Linked DNA regions of Gossypium hirsutum: region 2 is linked to region 1. A link is a contact called in public Hi-C data. All regions are on one chromosome and are shown on one strand. The core of a region is the stretch at or near the end of the contact, and the rest is flanking DNA. Distances in the headings are between cores, read along the strand shown. Region 1 holds the start of LOC107928218. Region 2 holds the start of LOC107928180 (digalactosyldiacylglycerol synthase 1, chloroplastic).

What was found. A called contact is a pair of places that touch in the nucleus more often than the background predicts.
Region 2: a Hi-C map of leaf shows a contact between it and region 1, with 3 times the contacts expected there. The contact joins the promoter of LOC107928180 here to the promoter of LOC107928218 in region 1. A contact is called at or near these places in 2 of 34 Hi-C or Micro-C datasets (both in leaf).

The regions. Positions count from the first base shown.
Region 1 is chrD01:61,579,125-61,582,091 of Gossypium_hirsutum_v2.1, forward strand. LOC107928218 reads left to right here and starts at 1,632. Exons shown (of 3, transcript XM_016859405.2): 1 at 1,632-2,061; 2 at 2,512-2,619; 3 at 2,714-2,967. The coding sequence starts at 1,750.
Region 2 is chrD01:61,750,170-61,753,173 of Gossypium_hirsutum_v2.1, forward strand. LOC107928180 (digalactosyldiacylglycerol synthase 1, chloroplastic) reads right to left here and starts at 1,388. Exons shown (of 7, transcript XM_016859362.2): 1 at 577-1,388. The coding sequence starts at 1,209. It overlaps LOC107928187 (ribosome biogenesis protein NSA2 homolog), which reads right to left. Exons shown (of 9, transcript XM_016859368.2): 6 at 2,943-3,000; 7 at 2,594-2,829; 8 at 2,452-2,503; 9 at 1,889-2,370. The coding sequence ends at 2,303.

The DNA.
Region 1 (2,967 bases), core at 382-2,881:
GTTCTGCATTTTGTCTATCTGTCTGATTGCGAGATTAACAGTATATAGATCGATGTGTTCAGTACTGATGGTTCTGTTTTGGTTGTGATGATTATTTGGATATCAGATTGCCATTGTGTTTTTTTTTTAATTGTAGCACTTAATTTTCGTTTTTCTCTTGTTTCAAACTCACACTGAGCTCGTGTAGCTCACCCCCTCAGTTTTCCTTTTTCAAGTATTTTCGTATGTTGTTGCTGGACTCGGCATGTCGGAGGTCTTGGACAGCCATGTTTAGAATCAACTTTAAAAGTATTTTTATAAATTCTGCATTTATAAATAAATGGTTTGAACTGTTAATTTTATTTTGAATATTGTGGTATGAGTTTTGGGTTTTACGCATGTAAGCGTTTTTTAGACAGAAATTTTTGTAATATCGGGATTTTACAATGGAGAGTTTTACATAACTTAAATACTGTTTGTTTTCTAGATGGTTAAACTAAAATTTTTCCTACGATCACTTCGGTGATTAATGTAATCTCCGAAGTTCAGTTTAAACTTTTAGGCCGAGTTTTGAGGCATTACAATAAGATTTTGACTTGTTCCTTTTAGTCAACATTTGAACAACGTTTAGTTGAGTTAAATGGTAAATCATGTAACCCTTACACAAAAAAGTATTGACAATGATGGGGTGCATGCCATCGGTATTTGTATGTTTGGTCAAAGTCTTTGATTCTAAAAGATTTGAAATTATACAGTTGTTATCAAGAACCCGTCGTTTTAGGAGATTATACAGTTAATGGTTGCCATCTTGCCATGTTCGATTTCCATCCCATTCTTAAAAGATGGTTAAATTGTTACAAAATAAGGTAAGGTTAGAAACCAAAACATAATAATTATGATCAAAACGTAAACTTAAACAAATATAGGAGGTTATTTTTGTAGTTACCCTTATCTTTATCATTAATGGGTGATATTCATTCATTTAAAAATTTTATTATAGTAAAGTTTTTAACTTAAAACTCTTGATTAATTTGATATTCAATTAATCAATAAGACTTGACAATACATATCTTAAAATAAAAAAAAAAATTATAAAATATTTTTTGTTGTGTATAATTTTAAAATAAAAAACAACTCCATTTAGAGAAACTACGACTCACGTTCTTTTTAACCACCTACAACTTTACATGCTTTTGAAAAATCTATATTTTTACCTACTATTACTATTTTTTTCATGCATTATTATATTATTAATATAGATATAGTAAATAAAAGGTTAAAAATTTAGTCTTTTATTTTTAAAAAAAATTGAGATGTATTAAAAAATTCAATCCTACTACTTTTCAATTCACAAATTTTAGTTAGGAATTTTTATCAAAATTTGTTATATCTTAACATGTTTATTTTCAGTCAAGTATATGCAACATTTATAAGGAGAGTCTAATCAACATGACAAGGTAACAGACCTTAATGGAAAATAGTAAAAATGTTAATGGTAGGACTGATATATTTAAATTAGAAAAGTAAGAGGACTTAATTTTTAATTTTTTAAGTAAAAATATTAAATTTAAAATTTTGTCAAAGTAGAGGGACTAACAGCATATTTTGGCCAAATACAATAATACTCATAAGCTTGATATGCTTGGCCCAAAACTAATCTGAACAAACGGGCCAAATCCAAACTAACATTCAAGTTGTTTCTTTGGAAAAAAATAAAGCTTTTACTTCAACGACTCATCAGATCCACCAAAAACCAAATTACTAAAAAGTATGGCGAAATCGGCGGTTTATTTTCTTCTTTTTCTGATGACGGCGGCGACGCCATCACTGTTGGTGGAGTCAAGCGACGACACGAACCACGCGTACTTACCGTGTTCGGACACGAAAGTACAGATTTCGGATGGGTTCACTTTTGGAATCGCGTTCGCATCGAGACAATCATTCTTCTTCAACAGCTCACTTCAGTTGTCGCCTTGCGATCGCCGGCTCTCTCTGTCAAACGCCAACTCTCGCCTCGCTCTGTTTAGACCTAAAGTTGATGAGATCTCTCTCCTCACCATTAACACCTCCTCTTTTACGCCGGTCAGCTATCTACTCTTATTCTATCATTGTTTAATAATTTATTTGAAATATTCAATTACTAGAATTTCTGGAATGATTGGATCTGAGGATCCTTGGATTAGAATTAATGTAATTTTTAAGTTTACTTCGATCTTTATGGTCCAATTTTGTGTTTGCTTTGTTGCAAAAAAGCAAAATGAGATAATAGTTAAATCTTAGTTGACTAGAATTGAGAAAACAATGAAAGCAATACCGTTCTGATTGCACATTTTGCTATTGAAAAGAAACCATATTTGCTACCAGAATAGCAAGTAGTAAAAGTGTCAGCCAAACAGTGCCCAAATTGTCAAATTTGTTCTTAACAAGCCAAATAATCTATTTGGAGCACTTCCTTTACCTTGTCAAGTCACAGACTTGTAATTCTGTCACATGAATATGATATATAATGTCTGCCAGCTTTGATATTTTCAGGACGTAGTTGGTGGGTATATGGTTGCGTTTGCTGGTCGAAAATATGCTGCAAGGTCTCTGCCTGCGTTTGTTGCAAACGGCACCTACACTGTAACAAGCTTCACTCTGGTAAGGGATAAGAAGAATGGATTTCTTTTAATGGTATTAGTTTTTTTACCTCAGTAAAAGTCTATAGAAACTGATGATGGTTTTGTTTATGCAGGTGCTTGAGTTTAAGAAAGGCAGGCTGCAAAACTTGTTTTGGAAAAGGGATGGTTGTGCTCAATGTTCGGGAAGATCAAATTTTGTGTGCCTAAACAAACAAGATTGTGCAATTAATACAAACAACTGCAAAAACCATGGAGGGTCTGTTGATTGCAGTATTGGGATACAGCTAGCATTTTCTGGGACAGATAAGCACCTTTCTGCCCTGAATTCATGGTATGAAGTTGAGAACCTTCGGCAGTACTCACTGTT
Region 2 (3,004 bases), core at 138-2,637, 170 kb after region 1:
CTCAAGGTTTTGTCCCCCAGCTCTGAAGCAAGCCTGGATAGACCACTTGCACCTAAACAAGCAAAACCACGGGCTGCTGGAGAGCAAGAGCAGAAGGTGCCATGATCGCTAAAAAGTGAGCGTATTGGGAGACTTGGACCGATTGGGAGACTAGAGGTTATGGATTCAAGTCTCCACATAAGATCGCTTTTTAGCGACCATAGCACCGTGTGCTCTTGCTCTTCATGTCACGGTTTCACTTGTTCATACATCAACAAAGCTAGGGACAACTTTGAGCGAGCATCACTCTCCAACAGTTACCCTTCAGCCCAACAGCACCAAGGAGAACAATACCTTGTTATCAGCAAGATGCTCTAACATTAACTACACCGCGCATTCATCACTGTTTCCTTCTTTCAACCAAAAAGAGAATTCTGGAACTAAAAAGCCCTGTATGAAGGAAATAAACCCAAAAAGAACTGACACACCAATCATAAACATTGAAAAGAAAAACAAGCCAAATAACTGGGAAAGAAAGGTGGCGCTAAGGGTTTAAGTCTCAGTCTAGAAAAAAGCAGGGAAAACAAAAGAACTTACCAAACTGGACTTAACTTTCTCCACAAACTCACTATTCTTAAACCCGCCAAAAATTTCCACCGACGCATTTTTCTTCTCGAACTCCCTTAACCTTGTCTTCAACGCCCGAATTGGTTCCCAATCCCCAAATTGCCCTTCCTCTGTAAACCTCGCCCTCCTACCTTTCTTAAACTTATTAAATTCAACAATTCCATACATATCCTCTTCCTCGGTCTCGTCCACCTCCGCCACAATCGCGCTCCTTATCCTTGACAAGTCTATCCCTAACTTCGCTCTCGGCCCCCATTTCTCCATCACTCTCCTGCTAATCTCCGGCGCCGAGTAAACCCTCCGGAACTCCGATATCTTAGGCTGCAACTTCTTCATGAAGTCAATTTCCGATGATTGCCGGATCGCTGGTACCGAAAAAGTTGGAGTCGCGGATTGTATTAAGTTCTCAATTTCCCTGTCAAAACTCGCCGCGAGATTCTTGAACGTGTTGGCTCGGTCCTTCATAAGCTGCAAATCCGCGTCGGCCGAATCACGGACCTCTCTCCACCCTTTTGAAATGAACGAGAAAGCACTGGAATTCGACGTCGACGTCGTCGTCGTCGCCGCCGCCACCGCTGCCGTAGTTTGAGACCCCTTGTCCATGGCGCTCAAATTCGGCAAGGGTTTTCAATATTCCGTTGACAGAGAATTTTTCTTTAACCTGAATTCTTCTTTTTTGGGGATTCACACTTTGCAGAGGCGAGAAAGGGAGAGAGAGAGAGAGAGACAATGAGGATTTAACGGCTAAGGTTTTGGTGCTCAAAGAACAAGTAGTAGGAACTGACACGTGGAATTCCACATAGGAATAGTGAGATGGTTCAAGAGATTTCCTTGCTTACGTGGTGACTGTCACGTGTAAAGATGAGGTGGCACGTTTTGATTTGTTTGTTAGGATCTTCTTGGAGATGGATAATTAATGGAATATGCTTAGAGGAGCCGATTCCTTGCGGGAATCTGCCTTGAACCCGATTGTGATTTTGTAAACGTGATCCATTTTGGTTGGCTAAGGCCCAAGATTTCCACCTTCCTTGTCCAACTTTCCCTTTATTTTCCTTGCCTTATTGGTGTGACTTGTAAACAACCAATTACTCAGTCAGATTGAAAATGAACCGTAGCTGAATCGATTAAACCAATTTATAATTTTTTTAATATCAATAATCAATTAATCAATTAAAACCAGAGACATTATATTATAACTATAATCTCAAATTTAACCTTCAACATTAAATATTTTATCATTAATAAAAAAATAAATATTAAAGGCTAAATTTAACACTAACTGTAACAGTTGAACAGGTCTATCTGAGATCAATCTGGAAAACTTTAGCGTCTCTAATTCTGAATTACATTTTTCTGAAATTTTAGATTTTAAGAAGCGGACAACTATATAGAAAGCAAGCAACTGGGAAGGGCTATCCCAAATGCCATACGGGAGATGAGTGGCCATCGGAGTCCCGATAGCAATTGTGGGCAGCTGCCAATGTGATCCCACCAAGGTTGTCAGTTTTTGACCTTCATCCACCCATCATGCAAATCACGATCCACATGTTTCTTTACCACTTAAAACATTCCACTTTTCAAATTACCCTTTATGACTACTCAAAATTTGAAACACGTAACATACTAAACAACATGAAATGAAATGACAATCAAGCAAAGTTAGCAGACTCAACCCAACACATGGGGTGTAAACCTCTTAGACAAGCAAAACTGCATTTATACACCCGTCATTTTCTGGGTTATTTGTTACTTGAGCATATTTTCCTGCACGCATATCGGAACCAATTAGAATAAGATCTAGAACAACAAAGAAAAACACGAATATTGGTCAAGGAGGATATTTACCCCAAACAACTTTCCCAGCTGGCGTGACCAAACCCAATTCACTTACATTCACCTGAATTCGACATGACGAAAATGAGTATCGATAATGCTAGGTAAACAGATGTCATACCGAATGATTTTGAATGGGAAACAAATAATTTACCTCGATGATTGTTCCTTTGGTCATGACACCAAGAGATGTATACATTGGACCATTAGGATTTTTCTTTACCCCAATAATGTCGAGATTGAAGGTGCACTTGAGCTCAGGATGTGTAACATGAGCTTTAGTAAATCGCAATCCTGAAGGACGGATGAAACGCTCATATTTTGGAGGTTTTCTTGTAAAACCAGGTCCTACAAATGTGCACTTCGTAACCATTCTCTTCCATTGCTTTGCTGCAAGAGGAGAAAACCATAAATAAATTGGACAACCAAACTCTGGAAACAAAGATTGTGTTTCTTTAATGGTTGACATGACAAACAGAATAAGCTAAATTATATATACTCACTTTTTCTTTTACCAGTTCTGAGCACCTTAAACATCTCATCTTCTGCGACTGGCCTGACCTAA